Linked DNA regions of Sus scrofa: region 1 is linked to region 2. The links are chromatin contacts, called in public Hi-C maps. All regions are on one chromosome and are shown on one strand. The core of a region is the stretch at or near the end of the contact, and the rest is flanking DNA. Distances in the headings are between cores, read along the strand shown.

Region 1 (5,576 bases), core at 176-2,675, 140 kb after region 2:
ACACCAACACCAGATTGAGCTGCACCTGTGACCTCTACCACAGCTTGTGGCAATGCTGGATACTTAACCCAATGAGCAAGACCAGGGATCAAATCCTCATCCTCACAGGCACTATGTCAGGTTCTTAACCCGCTGAGCCACGATGGGAACTCCCCTTATTAAAATATTTTTAAAAAGAGCTCAGACACTTTATGGAGAATTCCCAATCTCATTAGATAGTGTTCAGATGCAATTTTAAAGTTATTTAAATATTTTTTGGGGTTTTTTTTCTTTCTTTTTTCTTTTAGTTACCCAATGAATTTTATTACATTTATAGTTGTACAATGATCATCACAACCCAATTTTATAGCATTTCCATCCCAAACCCCCATCCCATCTCCCACCCTCCAAAAAGTTATTTAAAGATTTTTTGGATAATACATGGTACACAGGACAAAAATCCAAAAGGTATAAAAGACTATAGGATGAAAAGGATGTTTTCTCCATCACCTCGCTGTACATTCCTGTCCCACAGTTACTGTCCTAAGAAGCAACCGCTTCCTGGCATGCAAACACACACACACACACACACACACGTGCACAGCGGTGTGTGTGTACACACCCGTCCACATGCTACTCATGCTGTTCTGCATTTTGCTTTATAACTTAGAATAGACGGAACATTCCCTGAGCTCCGCATATAGAGCTGCCTTGTGATTTTAACAGCCGCTTAACATTTCATCAGACGGATGTACCCCACATTATTTAACCAGCCCTCAGGGACCAACTTTTCGGTTGTCTCCAAGTGTTTGCTGTTGTAAGGAAACGTGCCACGCTGCCTTGTAACTTTTAATCTTCATTACCCTGTAGCTTTGTACTCCTTTTTCTTCCAGCACGACTGCAAAGTCATTCTGCGGGGTTTTCTCCAGGCCCTAGATCTCAGCAAGTACTTGTGTGGTTCCTCCAGAATCCTTGTTATCAGTCTCCAGTTCACCTGCTGGCCCAGGCCTGTGTGTATGTGTGTGTGTGTGTGTCTCCCGCTGATTTCCAGACCCAGGTGGCACCCAGTGTGTGCGCATGTATATATGTGTCTGTGTCTGTGTGGCAGCTGTGCTACCAAGCCCGTGTGTGTGTGTGTGTGTGCGCGCGCGCGTGCGCGCCTACTGGCTGTGTTGCCAGGCCTCTGTGTGTGTGCTTGCTGGGCTACCAAGCCCGTGTGTGTGTGTGTGTGTGTGTGTGTGTGTGTGTGTGTGTGTGTGTGTGTGCCCCGCACGTGTTCTCCGCTGCTGGCTGCACGCCCGCGAAGGAAGGGACGGGGAGGGGCGAGTGACCGCAGGTTCCCGGCGCAGAGCGAGCAGAACCCAGACAGCCCGGCGATCTCGGGCCTAAGGCTCGGGAGGACGCCACCAGCCACGGTCCACAGCCCTCCGGAAGCCGGGGAGGTGTTTAAAGGTGTCTCAGAAACAGGCACAGCCCGGGCAGCCCGCCTGAGGAACAATGGGTCCTTTCAGCCACCCCTTTAGATGGATGGCCCGTCACCATGACAACCACCATTGTGGGAAGTCGGAGCGGTCCCGGCCCCGCCGCTCCCCCGGCGCCCCTCCCCCGGCCCCGCCGTATGGTGTGTGTGGCACTGGCAGCTGTTGTCAAAAGAAGGCACCTCTTTGTCTCCAGGGGATGAAAGACATTTGGTTTTCATCGCCCCCCTTCTCTCCGCGCCAACTCCTCTACCCGCGCCCGGAGCCGCGACCCCAGAAGATGCCCGCAGTCCCCGCCCGGAGTTTTGGTCTAAATTTCCTCTGGGATTTACTCTTCCTGAAGCATTTCTGCCATTTCTCCGAAATCTTTGAGTCCCCAGAAGTCCCATTCTCAAGTGTGATGTCCTAACTAGGGGAACTCACTTTGGACTTCCCGGTTGCTTTTTTCAACTCCGCTCCGGGAGTCCCGGCGCCAGCCCTTCTCCCCTCAGACCTAACAGCGCCACCTTCCGTAGCCGAGAGCTCATTGCTGTCCTGGCCCCGGCCCGCGGACGCTCTCGGCGCCCAAGTTGCAGGTCAGGTCTGTTCCTCAGAGCAAGAACAGGTAGGTTAACTGTCCTGCGGATCTCAACTTCAAACAGCCGGAAGCTTTCTGGCAAAAAAAAAAAAAAAAAAAAAAAAAAAAAGCCATATAATAACAATATGACCTGTATTTTGATCAGACCTCTTATGTATTTTTAAATTTTTTCTTTTGAGGGAAGCACCTGTGGCATATGGAAGTTCCTGTACTAGGGGTAGAATCGGAGCTGCACCTGCCCACCTACACCACAGCCAGAGCCATAATAACACCCGATCCAAGCCAAGCCACGTCTGCCACCTCCAAGTCAGCTTGCAGCAACTTAATCCACTGAGTGAGGCCAAGGATTGATCCCACATCCTTCCTCATGGATACTAGTCAGGTTCACTACCCACTGAGCCACAATAGGAACTCCCAGACTTCTTTTCTATTTTTTATTTATTTTTATATTTTACTTTTTTGTCTTTCTAGGGCTACACCCCTGACATATAGAAGTTCCCAGGCTAGGGGTGGAATCTGAGCTGTAGCTGCCCGCCTGCACCACAGCCACAGCAGGCGGGATCCCAGCTACATCTTCGACCTACACCACAGCTCACCGCAAAGCTGGATACTTAACTCAGTGATTGAGGCCAGGGATCAAACCCGCATCCTCATGGATATTAGTTGGGTTAGTTACTGCTGAGCCACGATGGGCACTTCCGGTCTTCTTTAAAAAAAAAAAAAAAAATTATTTTCTTTAAGTATAATTAATTTACACTGTTGTGTTAATAACGAGACTTCTAGCTGAAATGTATTACTAAACTATTTTTTTAAAGTTTTCTGAGTTCCCATTGTGGCTCAGCTGGTTAAGAAACTGACATAGTGTCTATGAGGCTGAGGGTTTGATCCTTGGCCTTGCTCGGTAGGTTAAGGATCCGGCATTGCTGCAAGCTGCAACATAGGGTCACAGATATGCCTTGGATCTGGCATTGCTGTGGCTGCGGTGTAGACCTCAGCTTCAGCTCTAATTTGACCCCTAGCCTGGGAATGTCCATACGTCCTAAAAAGAAAAAAGAATAAACTTTTTTATGACTTTTCAGGAATACCTAAATGTGATTTCCTTTATTTTGTCGGTGAAGGAAGTTTATAAAAATTAAATTTAAAAATGAAAAAAAAATCTGCTAACCCTGTGTCTGGGATTTGAAGTTGGTAGGATCACTACTCCTATAATCTGCACCAGAGATCTTAAAATTGGAACAGATGGTGTTTTCCAGACCTATCTGTAAAGAAAAAAAGCTTATAGTGGTGAGAGAAAAAGCAAGGTAGGAGGAGTTCCCACTGTGGCTCAGCCATAAGGAACCCAACTAAGTATCCTGGCCTTGCGCAGTGGGTTAAAAATCCAGCATTGCCGTGAGCTGTGGTGAAGGTTGCAGACGAGACTTAGATCCCAACTTGCCGTGGCTGTGGTGTGGGCCTAGCAGCTGCAGCTCCAATTGACCCCCTAGCCTGGGAACTTTCATATGCTGCAGGGACAGCCCTAAAAACCAAAAAAAAAAAAAAAAAAAAAAAAGAGGAGGAGGAAGTGGAATATTGCACAGAAGAGGAAAATGCAGGGCCTGGGATGGTGATTGCCAATGTAGAATGAAAGAGAGAGAGAGCAAAGCTGGGTCTAGAAGCTGTTATGGAGATAAAGACGTGCTTAGGATTCTGTGTGGGTAGGAAAAATAATCAGAGTACTCATTAAATTCTATCTAATATTCAAAGGGTAGATGCCATAGAGGGAGAAATGTAAAGGTAACTGTATTAGCTCCCATCAAGTCCTTCTAGTGTTATTTTTGAATAAAGTTTTGAGAGTTCCCACTGTGGCTCAGCAGTAATGAACCTGACTAGTATCCGTGAGGATTTGGGTTCAATCCTTGGCCTTGCTCGGTGGGTTAAGGATCCTGTGTTGCTGTGAGCTGTGACGTAGATTGAAAGATTTGGCTTGGATCTGGCATTGCTGTGGCTGTGGTGTAGGCCAGAAGCTGCAGCTCCAATTCGACCCCTAGTCTGGAAATGTCCATATGCTAAAGGTGTGGCCCTGAAAAAAAAAAAAAGAAAGAAAAAAGAGCAAATTTTTTTTTTAACATTTTGATGGGACATTTAAAATCTTTGGGACTCTTAAAATCTTAAAAGTATGACAAGTGTAAGAGAAAGGAAGTTCAGCAGGTGACTGACAAGAGGTACATTTTTCTGGTCTTTGCTTCCAGTTACCAACAATTACTTTTGGTAAACAGGAAGCAGCCACGTCTGGCACACAGGAAACAAGTATTTGCAAAACAAGGGGTTGCTTTTTTTTTTTCCCTGAGCATAATTTTTATCTAAATAACTACCTAGAAAATAATAAGGATGTTACACCAAAAACTTTTCTTTACAATCCAAGCTCCTTTTTCCACCAACATGGCCGAATACATTTTGGAGGAAATCCTGTCAATTTTCCTATGTGATCTGATGCATATTTGCCCAGTGATTTCAAATGAGAGTCACTCGGAGTTCCCGTCGTGACGCAGTGGTTAACGAATCCGACTAGGAACCATGAGGTTGCGGATTCGGTCCCTGCCCTTGCTCAGTGGGTTAAGGATCCGGCGTTGCCGTGAGCTGTGGTGTAGGTCGCAGACGCAGCTCGGATCCCGCGTTGCTGTGGCTCTGGCGTAGGCTGGTGGCTATGGCTCTGATTCGACCCCCTAGCCTGGGAACCTCCATATGCCGCGGGAGCGGCCCAAGAAATAGCAAAAAAGACAAAAAAAAAAAAAAAAGTCAAATGAGAGTCACAATAGATGTCACAATTTGAAACCCTAGTTACTAAATGAGTTTTAGTTAATTTTCAAATTTTTATTTATTTAATTATTTACTTTAGGGGTGCATCTGCAGCATATGGACATTCCCAGGCTAGGGGGTCTAATCAGAGCTGCAGCTGCCAGCCTACACCGCAGCCACAGCAACTCGGGATCCGAGCTGGGTCTGCAACCTATGCCAAAGCTCACTGCCAGGCTGGATCCTTAACCCACTGATCAAAGCCAGGGATGGAAACCAAGTCCTCATGGATACCACTGAGCCACAACGGGAACTCCTAAATAGGTTTTAGAAAGAGTTTAAGATTGTTATTAACAAGTAAAAGCAATTTTTCCTTTTTGACAGAAATACTCATGGTTATATCTGTCATTGGATTTATATCAATAAACACATCATTTTATTAAGGTTACTAGATGGAAAAGTGCTTCATGGAGTTTAGTGGCCACCCTAGGGACTAAAACTGAGGCCAAGCAGACAGAACTCCAGGGTTCAGATCCGTGTATCATGCAGAGAAGTTCTGCCTTATCTGTTTTCTATGTAAGCTTTCATTTGTCTAAAAGATATCACTGCTAGAGAAGGATTTCTCCTGTGACTCAGTGCATTAAGGACCCGACATTGTCTCTGGGAGGATGCCGGCTTCAATCCCTGGCCTCGTTCAGTGGGTTAAGGACCCAGCATTACTGATAGCCCGATTTGACCCCTAGCCTGGGAACTTCCATATACTGTAGGTG
Region 2 (5,092 bases), core at 2,420-4,919:
GATACGGAAGGCACGTCCATCATGGGGCTGGTCTCCATGTTCTGCATGGAAGGTGCGGACAGGGACCCCTGCTCGGGGCTGATCTGGGTGTAGCTGCTCTCCAGGGCGGGCACGCTGGGGCTGCTGACCGAGCGCACCGACTGACTGGGGTGGGACTGGACGGAAGACAGCGGGCTGTTGTGCTCCGAGGCGTGGCAGTCTTCCACCAGGGACATCTGGGGGTCCTCATCGGCCTGGGTGTAGCTCTGCAGGGTCTGGCAGGCCGCCAGGGTCTCCTCGCAGTCGGGGTAGGCCCCCTCGTGCTCGCTGCTCTCCTCCTGGGTCAGAGACTGCACGGCCTGCACGGTTTCCAGATCCAGCTCGCTGTGAGCAATCTCTTCCTCCCCTTTCAACTCCATCAGCTCCTCCTTCGAGTGCGACTCTTCCTCGTGATCGTCCTCAGAGCCTGGCATGTGCTCCGACAGCACGGACGCCTCCTGGGACGTCTGCTCCTCCTCTGACTCCGGCTCTGTGTCATCTTTCTCCTTTGGGTTCTCCCTACTGCTCTGTACATTAGGATCTAAAAAAGAGCCCTGGCTGCCGGGCTCCTCTGTGACATCCTCCTGGGCTGGCTGCCCCTCTGGCTCCTCCTTCTTCGAGGACTCCGGGTGCCCATCATCTTCATCATCTGCATCGTGGTCTTCGCTCTGGTTGGTCTCAGCAGCTGCGTCCTCCTCCTCCTCCTGCTCACGCCGCTCCAGCTCCCGCGGCTCCTCCACCACCGGCCGCTGCTCTGCGGGGACCCGGGGCTTCTCCTCCTCCTCCCCTGCCTCGGGTTCCTTGGCTTCTGCCTCGGGGCTGCTGCTGTCCACCGGAGACCCCGCCCGGACACCACTGCTGGCTGTGTCCTCCTCCTCCCCATCCTCGCCATCCTCTGCTTCCGCCGGCAGCTCCTCCTCTTCCTTCCTTTCCTCAGTTAAAGGCAAGTCGTCTTTTGGTTCAACAGTTTCTTCATTCTCTTGAATTTTGGATTTACGTCCAGGTTTAGGAAGGGGGACAACGGGCTCAACAACGCATTCTTGAGCAGACACGGGCACCATCTCCCGACTCAACTTGAGTCCTGGCTTGCGACCAGGTCTCTTCTTCCAGTGCACTGGCTTGCGGCTCTTGCCTTTGGGCCACCCCTTCTTCTTTTTCATGGGCGTGGATGTATCTGGCTCCAGAGGAGAATCCTTCACATCACATTTTCTCAATAGAGATACTGGCTTTAGGATAGGAGTGTCTGCACAGGAGGGATTAAAAAAAAAAAAAAAAAGATTACAGGATCTTGTGAGATAACCCATACAAGAGAAATGAGTAATCATCCCAAACTCCTGATTATCTTCATTTTCAGGTTAAGAAAATCTCAGGAAAAACCTAATTACTGAGATCTTCTCAAGTCACATAATGGAACTGACAGAACAATGAAAGAATCCTACCCACTAACTAGTTCAAGGCAGTGCAAGTTTATCACTACCAACCGTATAGCTTTGGGAAGTTACTCTAAGATTCAGTTTCGTATCTAGAAAACGGAGATAAGCTTTACAAAGATGCATATACTAAACAGTCCTTATAGCTACTTCATGTATTTATTTATTTATGGCTGCACCCTGGGCATATGGAAGTACCCAGGCCAGGGACGGAATCTGAGCAGCTGCTGCAACCTACGCCTCAGCTGTTGTGGGATCCTTTAACCCACTGAGCCACCCAGGGACTGAATGCATGCCGCTGCAGCAACCCCTGCCACTGCAGTTGGTGCAGTTGGATTCTTTTTTTTTTTTAAGGGCTGTACCCACGGCATATGGAAGGTCCCAGGCTTGAGGTCGAATTGGAGCTGTAGCTGCCATCCTACATCACAGGCACAGCAATGCCAGATCCAAGCTGCATCTGCAACCTACACCACAGCTCACCGCAATGCCAGATCCTTAACCCACGGAGCAAGGCCAGGGACTGAACCTGTGTCCCCATGGATACTAGTTAGGTTTGTTACTGCTGGATTCTTAACCCACTGCACCACTGTGGGAACTCCCTTACAACTACTGTAGACAAGCTGTCTTTGCTGTTTAAATTACAAATCAGCTCATTGCTTTTTTTTTTTTTCTGTTCGCCATTTGTATTACTGCTCTGGGTTTCTTAGTTTCTACCAAAATCATTATTTCAGGTAATATCGTAAGCCAATGATTCTAGGCCACGACTGAACAATCCCACATTGTTCCCAACCAAAGTGTTTGTACAGGAATAGCTGCAAGGCATGTAGTCCTGGACAAATACTGACCTGAAGCAAAAGTTAAAGTACCAATGACAATGGTTTATCAGAAATAAATTTGATATCAGCATTATATTCTCATTAATTTTTTCTACTTCTAAAAACTGGAGTATCATATATATTCATATATGAATGAATATATGCACAGCATATAAAGTTCACCATTTTAACCATTTTTAGATACTACAGTTTGGTGTGGAATTAAGTACATTCACATTTCCCATTACTTTTTAAAGGGAAGAACACCAATGTAAGAATGGAATTTTGGGGAGTGCAGGGGGGAACCAGTGGGACTAAAAGGTATAGTTAGCAGTAATAACCTGAAAACAAAGGTAATGGCTACTTTAGAGAAAACTTTGTCCAACAGGAACTTAGAGATTATTTTAATCTGCAATGATCCAAGATAGAATTTTAATAAAGTGCCACATTTTTTACAATATCAATTTTTAGTTCTATATCTCAAAATGTAATTCTGGAAAATCATTCAGAATAAAGCAAAAAATTTATTCATCTTATCACTACATTAAAAGTACATAAAAATATAAGACTGGAGAAAATGCTAGATTTGAAATTGAATTTATTTTTAAAAGGAGAATAAAAGCTCAACTAGTTGGTACATAAAAGCTACAGATTTATGTACCAAGCAAAGCAAAGCAGCTCAGTTTGAGCCCATCAAGGCAATCACTGCAGACAGAGGCAGAGTGACACAGGGGCAAAAACTTCAGGCTAAGATGCGAATGACTAGTTTGAGACCCAAGTCATATATGAGCTCATTTTTTAATCTCTAAAGAGGAAATGACAAGGCTAATCACTGGATTTTTAGCTATGCCATAAAATTTAACTTATTTTTAGGTACAGTTACCTTTCATTAGAAATTTACTAATAAATATCTATTATACTACTAGCTAAGACATAATAGAAATATGATTCAGGAACAGATTTGAAGTGAGTCCAAACTGACATGTATCTGACCTTATTTAAGAACTACCTTCTAAGCACCTATTTATTTAACAATATTTACTGAGTGCCTCTTTTAAGCATTCAGCATACATAATTAGCAAAACACACTGTGTCTATAGACTGCACATTCTAGGAAAGGGTTATTAATTAGATATTTTCCTTATGCTAAGTCTAATCTACCCATTAACAAATGATTCAGATAACGGCTGAGAGAAAATTAGGCAAAAAAGAACAATTTCCTAACAGCAAGATATTTTCTACAGAGGCAAAAAAGGTTGTAAGTTGAAGGAGGAACTAGGAAAAAGCATTTTTATAAAAGGACAAAGAACTGAAAAAGAAAATGAGAATGAATACACTTCCTACAACTCTTTAGAAGCTACAAGCTGTCCTGCACATGCCCAGTGGGTCATGTCTGTCTTCAGCCCTTTCTGTTGCAAGAGAACTGCAATAAGCAACAGGTCTGTGAAACATACCATCAACATCGTCTGACTCTTCGTCATCGTCTTCATCTTTTGACTTCCTCTTAGAAGCAGATCGACACCTGAGAACATCTTGGGAGGACAAGCGACGGAAGTACCCTCTAGAGAAGAGCTCATTCTCATCCTCTTCCTCCTCCTCGTCAATCTCAAATGTGGGTTCTAACCTTGGCATCGGCCTTTCCGAGTCAGAGTCTTCAAAAGGCTCGTCTAATACCTCTGTGGTCTCAGAAATGGTCTCTGTGACCACACTGCTATTGTGGTGTTTGCGCTTTCGGACTCGCCTTCTTCGGTGAAGAATTGGTTTCTATTTAAAAGAGAAAGAAAGCATTTTATTGACAGTAATGAATGCTATCATTTCCACTAATAACACAATTAATAGTTTTTAAACCTAATAGGATTAACACATATAAAATGAGGATGCTGTTTGCCAAAAGACATTTTGAATGTTATTTCAAAATACTAGAGTAAGATACTATACCTAAAGTATCACAGACACAAATTATCACTGAATACAACTTTGTAAAAAAATAGAGACAGGCGCACCCAAAGAGCAGGTATTACTAACAGTTCCATTAATTTTAACACCCTAGGGAGCTGCTTATTTCAATACTGAAATGACACAGAGCCTAGTCCCTTAAATTCTCTTTCCACAAAAGAAAACAAAACAAAACAAAACAAAACAAAACAAAACAAAACACTTTGTCTCACAGCTCTACTGTGCAGGTCAGCAGAACCATTAGGAATGCTGTACACTGTTTTCAGGAGCTATCCACAAAGAGTCACAGAGCAGCGTGGGAATTCAGAGTCAGTACAGATTTCCTTGGTATTGGTGAGAATTTCAAAAGTAAAATAAATCTGTTATTGGAATTTGGCACATTAGACACAACTGTGTACTAGGGTTGATTTAACACCTTAGATCATATAATATTAGATATCACATCACCAAAACTGATCTACTTCAATCACCTCATTCTAGAGAGGCCAGAGAAGTTATAGGACCTGCTTTAAGGTCATATCCAGTCAGTATAGAAATGGCTGTAAAATAGCTTGACTCCGAGTCAAGTGAATTTTTTCAAAACTTCATGTCCGAGTATCTTATACATGATCTCACTGCCTATTATAATACTGTTTTTTTTTTTTTTTTTTTTTTCTTTTAAAGACCAAACCTGTGGGCTGGGAAATTCCTGGGCTAGGGGTCAAACCAGGGGTACAGCTGAGGCCTACGCCACAGCTACACCAACACCAGATCTGAGCCACATCGGAGATCTATGCCACAGCTTGTGGCAACACTGGATCCTTAACCCACTGAGTGAGGCCAGGGATCGAACCTGCATCCTCACAGACACTATGTCCAGTTCTTAACCTGCTG

What was found. Hi-C and Micro-C count contacts between places; a contact is called where the count stands out from the background.
Region 1: a contact with region 2 is called in a Hi-C map of alveolar macrophages, with 2.4 times the contacts expected there. The contact joins two enhancer-like sites. A contact is called at or near these places in 1 of 5 promoter capture datasets (liver), 20 of 47 Hi-C or Micro-C datasets (alveolar macrophages, blood, brain and 12 more) and 2 of 2 datasets of contacts at active chromatin or transcription factors (alveolar macrophages and skeletal muscle).

The regions. Positions count from the first base shown.
Region 1 is chr17:11,148,581-11,154,156 of Sscrofa11.1, forward strand. No RefSeq gene overlaps it. Among named protein-coding and RNA genes, the nearest start is that of AP3M2, 16 kb to the right of the region's middle. Within about 2 kb of position 1,426, at least 55 of the 83 cell types and tissues checked have an H3K27ac peak or open chromatin away from gene starts, as enhancers often do. A contact at or near this core is called in alveolar macrophages, where this site is marked.
Region 2 is chr17:11,006,897-11,011,988 of Sscrofa11.1, forward strand. It overlaps KAT6A (histone acetyltransferase KAT6A), which reads right to left. Exons shown (of 20, transcript XM_021078038.1): 17 at 3,718-4,027; 18 at 1-1,261. Among named protein-coding and RNA genes, the nearest start is that of ANK1, 24 kb to the left of the region's middle. Within about 2 kb of position 3,670, at least 3 of the 83 cell types and tissues checked have an H3K27ac peak or open chromatin away from gene starts, as enhancers often do. A contact at or near this core is called in alveolar macrophages, where this site is marked.